2 separate regions of the Mus musculus genome follow, and region 1 is linked to region 2. Evidence: chromatin contacts called from public Hi-C data. All regions are on one chromosome and are shown on one strand. Each heading gives the region's core, a stretch centred on a gene start, on an enhancer-like site or on the middle of the called end of the contact. The rest is flanking DNA. Distances are from core to core; before and after follow the strand shown. Region 1 overlaps Foxo3 (forkhead box O3). Region 2 has its middle 36 kb from the start of Gm40630.

Region 1 (6,922 bases), core at 3,307-5,806, 70 kb before region 2:
TAAAAGGAGCAGCCCTGGCCAGGTGACATTTTACTGAAGAACCTCTGTGACAGGCTCTGGAGATCTGGGAGTCTGATGTGTAGCTGTGTGTTGGTAGCGTCACGTCCTGGGTGGGTAGCGCCCCATCCTTCACCCATGCTTGTGGACTTTTCCATGTACAGGAGCGGGAGACGGGACTTGGTGGCTGTAGTCTGGGCTTTCAGTGAGCCCTCTTAAGCTTGACAAGACCCATGCCGGATGACTTAGCATGCCTTAGCATGCTGGAATTTCTTGGTCATCCCTGCCTACAATCTCACTGTTACACATTTTCCACTTGTTTTTACTATGAGCATAAAAATAAGGTCCTGCTACTTCAGGAGCTCCAAAGGTCAAAGGTCAGGCTGAACTCAGATGCCAGCTTCTTGTTAACTATCCAGCAAGACCTCTCCTTTAGTTCGTGCCTGTCTTCAAGGGCCAGTTTCTCAGATGAGCACCCACCTCAGCACATTGTCTCTGGGCTCTACTCTGAGGGGACCTGCAGGTGAAAACACCTCTGCAGCTCACCCAGAGTTGCACAGGGTCCCTGTGGCGGAAAAACTGAGCTTCGCAGATGGGTCTGTGGGATGGTGTCCTGCTATTTGTCTCTGAGTCTCTCCAGGCTTACTTACACAGAGGGACAAACGTTTACACCTCCCCTGCAGAGCCCCCCTTTTGTAAGAACGTGTGGGGCACGATGTTTTCTCCCATGATCCCGTAATCTCATGGCAGACCACAGTCAGCCTTACACTGTTTGCAGAAGGCAGCTGCTTTCCTTGACAACCAACTCTAGTTTAGGTTTCTTTTCATGCCTTCTGGGGCTTTGCACTCAAAGTCCTGCTTGCCATTTGGGGAGTACACATTAGAGAGGCTGTCAAAGAGAGATTCTGCCGCATGGGCTGGTAAGGTTTGGAGCCTTACCAAAGTGTTCCTTTAGCATCTCTGAAGCTGGGCAGTGGTGGCACACGCCTTTATTTAATCCCAGCACTTGGGAGGCAGAGGCAGGCGAATTTCTGAGTTCACTACAAAGTGAGTTCCAGGACAGCCAGGACTATAACAGAGAAACTCTGTTTCAAAAAACCAAAAGAAAAAAGAAAGAAAGCATCTCTGAAGGGGGCTGCGGTCGGGCTTCACTGTGGGAGAAGCCTTGCCTCCCATTGTTTCGGAAGCCAGAGCCAACCTGAGCTATTCCACTGTTGTAGGAAAGAAACCTGGCTCTTCCGTCCTGACAGGCACCCACGGTCTGACCTCTAAGGGCTGGTGGTCGCTTGTTTTGCATAACACGAAGACAGGAAATCCAGTCACCATGCTGTGGCTCTGGCAAGCCTCAGTTGGGTGAACATCTGAAAGGTCAGGCTGTCTTCGAGGTGTTGCCCCAGTGCTAAGCACTGCTCTGTAGACTGAGGAACTGCTGGGCTACAAGAGTCTGGTCTGCTTTTATCTCCTCCCCTCCCAGCAAGAGACATGACCCTCACTCTAACCCCAGATCTTCTGTTTGTTTAGTGACCTCTTAAGCCTATGGTGTTCATTTGTTGAAGGGCAAGAGTCTTTGGTCATGATGTCTCCGGGTAATGCCAGTGTTTGTAGAGAACAGGCTCTAATTGTCAGTCTCTGTTTGATTGAAGGTTTCTGTGCTCCTGCCGTGTCCCCCTTTGCCTCCTCCCCCTCCCCCCTCCCCTGTCCCATTCTTTCACCCTCTTCCTAGTGAAAGGATTCTAGCCCATACATTTTCTTTCTTTTTTTTTTCCAGCTAAATATTTATCTCTGGAGTATTTGATTTGGTTCCTTAGGGAAGTTAATGGCCAAGGAGACCCCCAGCCAGAGGCACTCTTACACTTAGGTTCGAAGTCAAAATCCTAACTCACTCTTTGGGGCCTCTAGTAAAGAACATGGCCCAGAGGCTCACTGGAGCATCCGTTGATCTTTTGTATGTTTGGAAATGATCAGAAAGCCGTGCAGACCAACAGTCATAAATAGTCAAAAATGTGCTGATGGGCCTGTTAGGTGGTGGAAGTAGAACGCTAGCTGTCGCTGAGTGCCGTGGCCAGTGGAGTTCCCTTCAGGCTGCTCTGCAGTGCAGGGGGGCACAGAGGTGGGCTCCACGGGAAGGCAGAGTGTGGGCAAAGCTCTCCGCCTGAGGAGACCCAGCATCCGGTCCGTCCTTCCTGCTCACTCTGGTTTCCCTCCTCGCTGGGCTTTGGCCCTCATCTGTTTCACCCTGTCTATGTCTTGATCCTACTTTAGAGATGGATGTGTAGTTTGAACTCTGGAATCTGAAGAACTGATTTTTGTTCTGTTGGAAAATTAGTCTCTCAAGATCCAACGTATATATCTAAAATAGGAAAGAGGACTTTGGTGAACCGTCTTCTGTGCCTGGGACCCGGCCCCTCAGTGAGGTGGTGTCTCCACTCCACCCACCTTCAGGAGGCCGTGAGTGTCTCACCCTGCATGCTGTCATAATTCACCCCACCTCACCCCAGGGTCACACCCGGGCAAGGTAAATAGGAACTATTCAGGTCATGGCTTAGGTCTGTGAACATTTCTTCAAGGCTCCAGTTCTCTTCTGTAGATGGTGGATCTCTTCCTGTGACAGCAGCATGAGACTGAGTAGCAAGACCTTTAATGGTGGGATTTGAGGGCTTTATATGGTGGGCTGTACAGAAACACAGGAAGACTGATTCCATGGGTGAGAGTCTGTTGAATGTTTATATGCGCCTTTTACTCAGTTTCATCTTACAAGAAACAGGAGTTTTCTTCCTGGAAGCATTATCAGTCTGCACTTGTGCTCCGCAAGCAGAAGGCTCTGCTGGGTGCCGGAGGTCCTAGAACCTGCAGCATCTGGGGATTGCAGTGAGCAGGGAGGAAAGTAGGGGCCGGCCACTCAAAGAGCCTGGCTCCTTCACTTAGCTAAGGCTTCATGCGAACCTGTTTTGTTTTGTGTTGTGTTTTTACTTTAAGCTCTCTTTGGGAACACTGTCTTTCAGTCACAAGGATTTGTGCTCTCGAGAGCAAACTCTGTGCCTAAGGCGATGCTCCTGAAGTAGCGAGTGTTCCCGGCACTCACCGTTGTGAAGACTGTCCCGCTTTCAAGGAATTCAGTGTTGGGATCTCAGAGTGTGGGTAGGCATCCTGGGCACTTGATGTTTGTGCCAGATGTAAGGCACAGGTGGAGAACATCTGGGGAAGGCAGAGTGAAGGGCTGTGCGGTGGCTCACCTGGATAGGAGGAGAGTAGGCTGGGCGGAGCGTCCCCAAGGTGACCCCCAGGAGAGAGTGGTGGAGAGAGTGGAGGATCCCGCAGGTCTTTGCCAATTAAACTTTGGGGTACAATAGTTGAGGGTGATTAACTCCTACAACCACCACATCCTCTCAGAAAGTAGTTCCTTTTGGTTGGTTGATTTGGGTTTTGCTGGTGGTGTTTGTGTTTGAGACAGGATCTCACTATGTAGGTGGCCTAAAACATGCAGTGTAGACCAGGCTATCCTTGAACTCACATGATCTGCCTTCCACTGTCCCCTAGTACTGGGATTAAAGGCATGTGTCACCACACTTGGCAAAAGTGTTTCTTTTAAAAGACCAGAATCCCAACTTGGCATATTATTCTATGAGTCGGAAGCGTCTAAGAGTCAAGAGCATATGCAGTCTACAGTTTTGCCATCCTGTCTGCACGGAGAGGTTCTTGCCGTCCCTCAAGGCAGAGACAGGCAGTCCTCTGCTCTCTTTAGCCTCAGTGATTCCTGCCACAGCTCTCTGTCCTCAGCTGTGAAGTTTGAAGATTGCTGCTTCTCTCAGTTTCCCTGCATTTTGTCAGCTCAGCACAGAGGCTAGCCAACGGGACAGGCAGACAAATCTAGGCGTCAAAGTGTCCTGGAAACCAGAAGCTCTTGAGGTGCTCTGTCTTCTCAGCCAGGCCTGGAAGCTTTCCCTGACACCTGGAAAGCTCCAGCGTGCTGAGGAGTAGAGCACATCACAGTCCAGCCCAACATGTCACCAGTCTCACTGCAAGCTGTGCTTTCTGTCTTTCAGTGTGTAGAGATCGGTGCCTTTCCCATGGTTAACAACACTTATCTGTCTGTGTCCTGGTTCAGCCACCTGAACTCAATAAGCCAACTATCAGAGACAAATAGGTAGCAAAGAGCCCAAAAGGGGTGGATTATTCATTGAGGCCGTGTTGGGAAGGGGGACGAAGGAGCCAGAGACTTCCCCAGGTCTTGAGTTGGGCATGCTGACTGACAGTGGAGCTGGGGTTCAAACTGAAAGTAGGAGGTGCTTTGCTCAGCAGCCCAAGGACTGTCTCATGGCCACGCCTCCCCTGCGAGGTCTCTGACCAGTTGTAAATGTTGCTCTTGGAGATAAGTTCATCTCTGGCTGACCTCAAGGGCATTTCCTCTCCTGCAGGAGATTCCTGGGGAGATTCTAATTTCTTGGGGTCCAATCTCTCAACGGTCAGCCAAAGAGGCAGCACAAACCTCCCTCAGAGCACAGCCATTCCTCCAGACAGGTTGGTTTCACAAGGTCCAGGTTTCCTTCTGGAGAGCTTTGTCACCAAACAAACCTGCCCTCCCCTGCAATTAGAACCTCCTTGCCTGCCTGTCCCTCAAGAGTGCTCACTGCCTGTCACAGCTCCATGGCAGCGTTTGCCAAGATGGAGCTTTATACAGATGGTACCTCCTAAGTCCCCTCTCTGGCCAGCATTGCATGGCCAGTCGTAGGCCCGGGATGGGACGTGCAGAAGCCAAGCCCCAGATATACTGCCTGCCTCCGGGTCTCCCTTGCTTTTTCCGGTGATGCATTGTGTTTACCTTTGGAGTTGAACTCCACAGGAACGTGTCAAAGTGCGGTGTAGCATTTGGGTCTGGCTGCCTCTGTGCTCCAGCAAAAAGCATTAAGTCTAACAACGCACAACTGTTCTCTGAACTCTGAGAGGCCGCCCTGTCCATCAGAGGATCTCTTCCTTGTCTACGCTGAATGCTCTATGCTTGGTCCCCAGCTTGACCATGGGGTTACAGGCTGTCCTGAAACTCTCAGTGTCCAAGCGTGACGATCACAGCGCCTCACTGTACCTTGCAGTTCAGGCAGACAATTAAAATCCCAGCCAAGAGATCGCTGCTAACTAAGCCTCATGGATCTGGGAGCCTAAGAATTCCATCCGTTGCTCCTTCTCAGCTCTCATAGCATATTAGTATCAGGGTCTTCATTTCTTCTCTGCCAAGAAGATAAAAATGCTGCTGACAAACACATGCTTTGCGTCGTGAGGTTATTCGGTTGTGGGAGACCAGCAGTGGGAACCGTTACTGCTCCGAGTCCAAGTTCAAGTGGATTGGGTTGTTCTGTTTGATGTCATTCTGGAGGCCTCTCCCACTCTTAGAACATCCTGTGACTTGGTGGTGATAACTAGGCAGAAAGCAGCCTTCCCCATAGATGCCAGGGTTACCAAGGGACTACCTCTCACCAGGTGACAGCACCCACCGATGTCTTTAGAATATACCTCCTGACTTCTGTGGTCTCCCACTTCATTCCCCTTGACTCAGTAAAGAACTTTTAAAGCTTATCTAGGAGAGAAGAGACTCTTCCTCCTCCCCGTGGAGGTCACCAGGAAGCCTGACAGTGTGTCTGGTTAATTGGTACATTGCTTAGTGACTGCAGAGGCACAGCAGTGAAGCCTGCCAGCCTCGGCTTTCTTTTCATCCTAAAGTCTGGCTGGGGGAGGGGGCTGTTGCTGTTGTTTTTGTTTTTAAGATACAGGAGCATCAACGCATACAGAATCCTCACAGCTACCTAAACCAGTGTGAACGCCCAGAAAACCCATGAAACTTCACACTCATCAGGGCATCACTGAGTCCCCAGCCGTGGCTGGCTCTGTCCCTTTGCTCCCCCACTTTTTCGGTTCCTGAATGAAGGACAGGTGGGAGCCAGCAGTGAGCTGCAGAGGCTGCTCCTTCCGCGGGTCGCCGGAGTCCTCCATGCCCCTTTTCAGGATGGTTGTATTTCTCTTTCGTCTCTGTCTGGTTCCTTTACACTCTTCCTTCTATCACAGCACAGAGAAACTAAACAAAGCATTGACCTTCCCGAGGGTGACGTGAGGGTTTGCTGTGAGATGTGCCCTCTGTAGGAGCTGTTTCTGGCCCTGTTGGCTCAGCCCAGAGGCACGGAGGCAGCTTCCTGCACAGGCCTCCTGGGAGGCCTTGCCTGAGCCCCTGGAGGGAACTCCAGCACATAGTGTCACAGATGGCCCCACCCCATTCTGCAGCAAGGGGAGAACGGTGATGATCAGAGCCTCCTCTTCTTAATGATGACATTCCCAGAAGATGCTGCGGCTTCGCTGAGGGAACGGGGGTGTGGCGGCCTGGGGATTGTTGCTGGTGTGGCTTTGGACTATGGTGGGGCTTCTGACCCAATTTCCAGGCCATGGCCAGCCCTAACTACATGATAACATGTTGCGTAGCTCACTACACCCTGGATGCTTCCCTCCCAGCCTGTAGCAGCCCCAGGATCAAAGTGGGCCATATTCAACCTCTCTTCTTAGGGAATGAAGTGTGTCATCTTCCCATCATGCACTGGTTTTCACAGCAGAATAATTAGCACCAAAGGGAACCAGGGAGGGATCTGAATTAGGTAATACCTTACCAGGTCTCCCCTAGGCACTCACAGAAAGTCAGGATGGGGAATTGGGGAACTTAGTCCCCTGCTGATCAGTGGCATAGTGGTGTTAGACTGTGATTTATTAGCTCTTATTGGGGTGGGGGGACCTAATCCCTTTGAAAGGACTTTATCTTTGAGACCATGTTGGGTCATGCTTTCAGGGACCCGCACAGATGACTTAGAGCAGTCTCATCTCTACCAACGTCCTCAGATACTGGTGTCTGGGGGTTATTTTAGCTTTTTCTCCCTCAAAAGTTATCGGCCAA
Region 2 (6,857 bases), core at 941-3,440:
GAGTACAGAGTGCCACGGATGAAGCACATCACACTGCTGATGAGTTGCTCAGTTCAGAGCTTCACACATAGCACATGTAACTGGTTATGTTGGCACAAATACAAGAAATACTCATTTCTGGGCATGGTGCAGGTTCTTTTGAAACGAGCCACATTGTGACAGAATCCTTACTTGGGGAGGTCTTTCTCTCCCTAATTTTTGAAAGGGATGGAACAGGATCCAACTCGAGTTATATGGTGCATCTTTTGCAGTTCCCAAGGCCCCTGAGGTCATTGGTTGGAGGTATGGGCTGCCATGAGTCTCTACAGAGCCTCTGCTTTACCTGGGCAGCCTTGTTACGGTGCTAAGGCTCTAGAATAAAGGGCTCAGGTGAGGTTTGCAGCCTGGATGGTGGAAGAATGGAAAAGAGTGAAGAAGTCCATTTCAGGTGTGACTGAAAAGGACCAGAGAGGCCCCACAGAGCTCCACCAAGATGGCGGCGCTGGCGAGAGACGAAGTGGTGAGAGCCAGGATAGCCTTCAGGGGCCACAGTGGGAAACATTTCTGTTTTGTGATAAGGAATTATGATGGTGCCGCTGAAAGTAAAGCTCAACAGCTGAAGCATGCTGAAGTCAGTCCGCAACTCTCCCCTGCCCATCTGACGTCCTTGGGAAACCCCATAGCACCATCTGATCCCAGAGCAGCAGAATGGGACTCTGGCCTCTCAACCCCCAGCCTTCAAGGACTCGGAGTTTAGGGCAGACTTCAGTCCAGGGGAGGGAACTGACTAGGAACCCTGTGTCTGGGATGCAGAGGGCAGCTGCGGTGGAGGGCGGAGGGTAGTCACGTGATTCCTCCTGCTTGGAGCGCAGAACCCAGCCTTGAGCAGGAAAGGCTTTTGAGAAACTCAAGAGAGCTGTGGACAGTTACTAGTGTCATTGTCCCCCCAACCCAGCATGCAAGAACTCAGGAATAGAGACAATGTCAGAGGTGCTGGGGTCTCCCAAGTCTATTCACACACACTCCTGTCTCACTCATTGTTATTTCTCTGTTATCTCCCAAGTCTTCTCCTCTGTCTAGAAACGTCTCTAGAAACTTCATTCCACCTTCCATCCAAAAGCAACTCTACATCCTCTCTCAGCCATTTTGTCCCCCTAGGCTCAGACCCCCAGTTTTTCTCCTACTGCACATTGGAGTGACTTGGACCTCGGAGTCAGGAGGAAAGGGCTTGATTAGTCTCCTGTGCCTGGCAGGCTCAACTCAGCCAAGCCCAAGACACCAGCACCTAAAAGTCAAAAAGAAAATTCAGACGATTCAATATGGCATGAAGTTGATGTAAAAATAGGATAACACGGTAGCTTTGGTGTTAATCCCAGCATTACCGAGCAGGAGTTCAAGGTTGTTCTTGGCTACACAGCTGAGTTAGGAGCTAGCCTGGACTATCTGCCTCAGCCTCAAACAAACAAACAAACAAACACAACAATGAAAACAATTATAACGTATACTCTTTGTTTGAGATGTGTGTGTGTGTGTGTGTGTGTGTGTGTGTGTGTGTGTGTGTGTGTGTGTTTCCGGCACAAACTGCCTTTATACATATTTTCTGGGAAGTGCCAGCCAGCCCTGTGAAGGATTTTGGTTTCTTTCTCCCTCTCCCTCTCCCTCTCCCTCTCCCTCTCCCTCTCCCTCTCCCTCTCCCTCTCCCTCTCCCTCTCCCTCTCCCTCTCCCTCTCCCTCTCCCTCTCCCTCTCCCTCTCCCTCTCCCTCTCCCTCTCCCTCTCCCTCCCTCTCTCCCTCTCCCTCTCCCTCCTTCCCTCCCTCCCTCTCTCTCTCTCCCTCTCTCTCTCTCCTTTTCCCAAACCAAAGGGTTCTTTGCTCTTTACCAAACAATTTAGGCCTTGTTCTCATTTTTCACTTGGGATGTTGAAAAAATGCTCTCAGAAACAGTTCCACCATTCAAAACTTCCAAATATATCTGCGAGCTTTTATTATTCTTCAAGATTACAGGAACTTTCCTTGGAAACTGTTAGGGTCTGGGTAGGGCTGTTGCCTTTCATGTCTCCTTCTTGCTTTTGAAATGTGCTTTGGTAAATTGAAGGCTCTGAACTTACATTTATTTATTTGGCCAAATTTAGCCTGTCTAAATATGCTTTGTCATTAAAAAGCCTCGAAGAAGTCGTCATTTCGAGCCATCCTCCCGAATCTCAGGGTGGAAATTAACCGGGTGAGATATTACAGCGGCCGCTTGTTACCTTCAGCATTGGCTGGCACTGACAGAGACAGCTGAACGTAAAAAGGAGAAAGAAAAAAAATACATCTTTGGGCATCTCATTCGCAGTCTGAACAAAACCTGGGAAGCCACTCTGTCTTCTGGTTCTAATTTTTTCAATTAGACTCCACAGTTTGCCAAATCTTAGGTGTTACACTTTGTACTGAGACTCCCCTCCGTAGAGAAGAGGCACACGGAGCAGCCCCCGGAGCAAAAGCGTGGGGTGGGAGAGTGGGGTGGGGGCTTGGGGTTGGAGGCGTGGGGTGGGGGGACATGGGGGCTGAGAGGCATGGTGTGGGGGCTTGGGGGCCAAGAGGCGTGGGGTGGGGGCTTGGGGGCCGAGTGGCGCGTTCAGCTGCTCCCATTTCTCTCCTGACATTCTGGAGAGGAAAATGGTTGGGTTGGCAGAGTAGCTGCTCCCAGATGGCAAGTGTCTTTCCCCACAGCCACTTCCATCTCCAGTGAGCTGTCCTGTCCGGGCACAGCTTGCGCCTTGGAAGCCCAGCTTGGCACACAGGTTCCTAGGACACAACGGGGGACCCAAGAAGGGGGGCACTTTGTTGTGGCTTCTCCTGGGACTCAAAGTGCTGCTTTGACTACCAGGGTAAGCCCATATGGAGCCGTATTGGAGAAACCTGTAAAAGATGGATAAAAATGGAAAGCCATCTGCCCTCCTGACCCGGCTCCATCGCCCAGGGGGACATCTGCCGGACCCCCAAGACGTTCCCATGTGCTCTTGTTCAGCTAAGCATGACCTCATTTTGAGGGAAGTTCGCAGGTTTCACTGCACTGTCTGAGGTCATGGTTCCTTCCCCCTTTAATATCTGTGCACCCCCAGGCCTGTCCTTCCACTCTCCGTGCCGCTAAAATGCGAATAATAACATCTGCTGTGCTTCCTTATGGCTGCTATAAAAAATGAGCACATGGGTGGCTCTGAAACCCTTTGGTAACCTGCAAAATGGCATGAGTCAGAGGAGGTGGCATTAAGCCTGTCTGAGTCTCTATGCTGAGACCCATGTTCACTCTCTGAAGGTGCTCTAGGCTTCAGAAAAACTACTTTCTGCTGTTTGTTAGATGAGATCTGTGACAAGCCTATCAGCCACTCCATGCGTTGGTTCACCATGGGCAGCCTGCCTCTCTTGGCCTCAGTCATTCCCTCTGGAAAATGGTTCCCACAGCAGGTTAGCTCAATGCCTATTGGTATTGTAAAATACCAGGGTAATGAACTTCTAAAGAGAGAAGACACTAGTCTGATAGTCACAGGCCCGTGATACCAGTGACTCAGAAGGTGGAGGTAGTCAGATGGATTACTGCAAGGTGAAGGCCAGTTTGGGCCACATAGCCAGGCTCTGTCTTCAGTTAAAACAAAACAAAAACAAAGAGAAGAGAGAGAAGGGATCTTGGGGGGCCATGGGAAGTGGTCGGGACAGGAGCATTTACCTTATCTATCTCAGGATGAAAGGCCAGCTTGACACCCCCCCCCCCCCCCCATGCACAGAACTAGGAGCTTGTCGTTAGGTTGTCTCCTGAGCAGCCCAGGGTGAAGCCTTGTATCCCTGCACTGAACACACGGCTCACTGGTACACTCGGCTAAAGTGGCTTTCAAGGTTGCCCCCCACCATTAATCTATTTATTTATTCACTTTACATCCCAATTACAGCCCCCCTCCCTCCTCTCCTCCCAGTCCCATTCTCACAAGCCCCTCCCCTCATACCCTCCTCTGAGGAGAAACCCACCCTGGCACACCAAGTCACAGCAGGACCAAGCGCATCTCCAATCCACTGAGGCCCAAAAAGGCGGGAAAATCCAAAGGCAGGCAGAGTCAGAGACAGCCACCCGCCTCCGACCACCAGGGGACCCACATGAAGGTCAAGTTGCACATCCACCACAAATGTGTAGGGGACCCAGGTCCAGCCCCTGAACGCTCCCTGGTTGGGGGTTCAGTCTTGGTGAGCCCCCATGGGCCCAGGTCAGTTGACTCTGTGGGTCTTCTTGTGGTGTCCTTGACACTGCTCCCTCAATCCTACCCCCCCTCCTCCACAAGACTTCCCAAGCTCTGCCCAATGTTTGTCACTGGGTCTCTGCGTCCATTTGCATCAGCTGCTGGATGCAACCTCTCAGGAGACAGCTATTCTAGGCTCCTGTCGGCAAGCATAGCAGAGTATCAGTAATAATGGCAGGGGTTGGCTCTCTCCCCATGGCATGGGTCTCAAGTTGGAGCAGGTTTTGGTTGGCCATTCCCTCCCTCCCACTACATCCCCATCCCTGATACATACCCACTACATACCCACCTACTTCAAGCGTCCTGTGAATGGGTTGGTGTCCCCCTCCCTCCACAGGAAATCCCACCTCTCTGGTGGCCACCCCAGTCTCTGTCTGCATCCCCACCTGCTAGAAGTCTCATCTAGGGCCACCCATCACAGAGTTAGAGCCTCCCCTTGTCCCAGGACTAAAGCTTGTCCCAGAGATACCCTCACACACTAGTCTCTGCTCTCTCTGCCAGCCCTCTCCTATCCCCTCCCCACCCCTGATCCCCTCCCTGTTCCCCTCTTCACTCACTTTCCCACCCAGTTTCCCCCTCCATCCACCTCTGATATCTATTTCACCTCCTCTTCTGCATGAGATTCAAGCATCCTCCCTTGGGCCCTTCTTATTCCTTAGTTTCTTTGAGTTTCTATGCTTATCCTGTATTTTATGGCTAATGTCCATTTATAAGTAGTATATACCATGCATATCTTTCTGGGTATGGGTAACCTCACTCAGGATGATATTTTCTAGTTCCATCAATTTGTCTGCAAAATTCATGATGTCCTTGTTTTTAATAGCTGAATAATATTCCATTGTGTAAATGTGCCACATTTTATCAAGTCTTCAGATGAGGGACATCTGGGTTGTTCCCAGTTTCTGGCTATTACAAAGAAAGCTGCTGTGAACATAGTGGAGCATGTGTCCTGGTGCTATGGTTAAGCATCTTTATGCCATGGCATAGCTGAGTCTTGAGGTAGAACGATTACCAGTTTTCTGAGAAACCACCAAATTAATTTCCAAAGTGGTTGTACACGTTTGCATTCCCAGCAGCGACAGAGGAGTGTTACCTTGCTCTACAAACTCACCAGCACGAGCTGTACTTGAGGTTTTGATCTTAACCATTCTGATGTGTGTAAAGGTGGAATCTCAGAATCATTTTGATTTGCATGCCCCAATAATTAAGGATGTTGAACAGTTCTTTAAGTGCTTTTTGGCCATTCGAGATTCCTCTGTGTCGAATTCTCTGGCTCTGTACCCCATTTTCTAATTGGGTTATTTGATTTGCGGATGTCTACTTTCTTGAGTTCTTAAAGTTGTTAAGGTTGCAGCCAGGGGAGTGATAAGGAGAGGGTGAGAGGGCAATCTGCCCCACATGATAGCAGAGTCACAAGTGGCCTGAGGTCAACCTTGCCTGAGTCATGAACTTGGTGGATTTCCAGCCACACCTCCAAAGCTGGTGCAGGAGCCTGATGCTGTCCTTTGTCCGAAGCTGCCAGGAAGGCAACATCTGGATTTGTGTCATGCCAGGTGTGCAGGGAGCACTGAGTCAAAATTATATATAAAACTCATTCCCTCTATTCACTTACTGAGTGGGATAAAATGTCCCAACTGGGCAGGAAGTTACAGTTGTTGCTATTTCCCTCTTTCTCCTCCAGCACTGCCCTCTGCCCTGTTTTATGGGATCTTCTATTCCTGGTCAACTGCTCAGGCAATCCCATGACTGCTGGGCCCACTTCAAGTTTACACAAACTGTTTTCATGATACAGTAGTAAACATGTCCAAAGTTTAAATGTTGCCCATAAAATGCTCCAGTGTTTCCCTTTCTTCCAAGCTCAGACCTGACCCAAGCTCAGAAAGACTGCGTGGTCTGCTGGATATAATCATACATTCTTGCTTCTCACTGGCTGCTTCTGGCTCCCAAGCCAGTGCAGAATGGGTGGGGGAGGGGGAGGAGATGAGGTGCCTTCTTCCTTAGCTATAGCTGCTGCAACCAGGCCTCTAGGGTCCTCTCAGTTCAAGAGGTACTGGGTCTTTTCTCTTGTAAGGCATTTAATAGACCTTGATCCTGTGCCCTGCAGTGCCAAAACCTGGCAGAATGCTTTCTCTGGCCAATCCCGGTGTCAGTGAGAGTCCCCGTGTGGCCATCAAATGCCAGGCTCACTTCACTGTGGTAGCCAGGGCCCATCAAGATGATCCATGCCTGAGTACGGAGCCCTTGAGGCACTTGGCTACCATATCAGGACTGTTCTAGCAAACTCAGAAATTCAAGCTTTGCCAAAAAAAAAAAATCATTTGCTTCCAAGAGTAAAAATCTTCAAGACCCTGCATCTCAGCAAACACCCACCAGGGAGGAGAAGGATTTTAGAATTGCTCCTCGCTGATTTTCCCACTCTGTAAGTTGGAGAAACCATTCTTCTTGCCATAGCAGTGGGGGATTGTTGTATGACTATTTCTAGGGAGTTATGAACTAATATCTACTAATCCAGATTGGTACTGATGACATACCAAAGTCTAGCTCTGTGAAACAAGTTTATTGGAGTTAATTACAGGGAAGTGGGTAAGAGGGCTCTTCCTGAAGTCTGAG

Evidence for each region. A called contact is a pair of places that touch in the nucleus more often than the background predicts.
Region 1: a contact with region 2 is called in a Hi-C map of cerebellum, with 2.2 times the contacts expected there. The contact joins two enhancer-like sites. A contact is called at or near these places in 6 of 484 Hi-C or Micro-C datasets (brain, cerebellar granule neurons, cerebellum and 2 more), 2 of 115 datasets of contacts at active chromatin or transcription factors (cardiomyocytes and embryonic stem cells) and 1 of 9 other capture datasets (embryonic stem cells).

Annotation. Positions count from the first base shown.
Region 1 is chr10:42,187,630-42,194,551 of GRCm38.p6, reverse strand. The region is part of intron 3 of Foxo3 (forkhead box O3); the gene reads left to right. Among named protein-coding and RNA genes, the nearest start is that of Gm38485, 84 kb to the left of the region's middle. Within about 2 kb of position 4,556, at least 42 of the 459 cell types and tissues checked have an H3K27ac peak or open chromatin away from gene starts, as enhancers often do. A contact at or near this core is called in cerebellar granule neurons and cerebellum, where this site is marked.
Region 2 is chr10:42,114,929-42,121,785 of GRCm38.p6, reverse strand. No RefSeq gene overlaps it. Among named protein-coding and RNA genes, the nearest start is that of Gm40630, 36 kb to the right of the region's middle. Within about 2 kb of position 2,190, at least 35 of the 459 cell types and tissues checked have an H3K27ac peak or open chromatin away from gene starts, as enhancers often do. A contact at or near this core is called in cerebellar granule neurons and cerebellum, where this site is marked.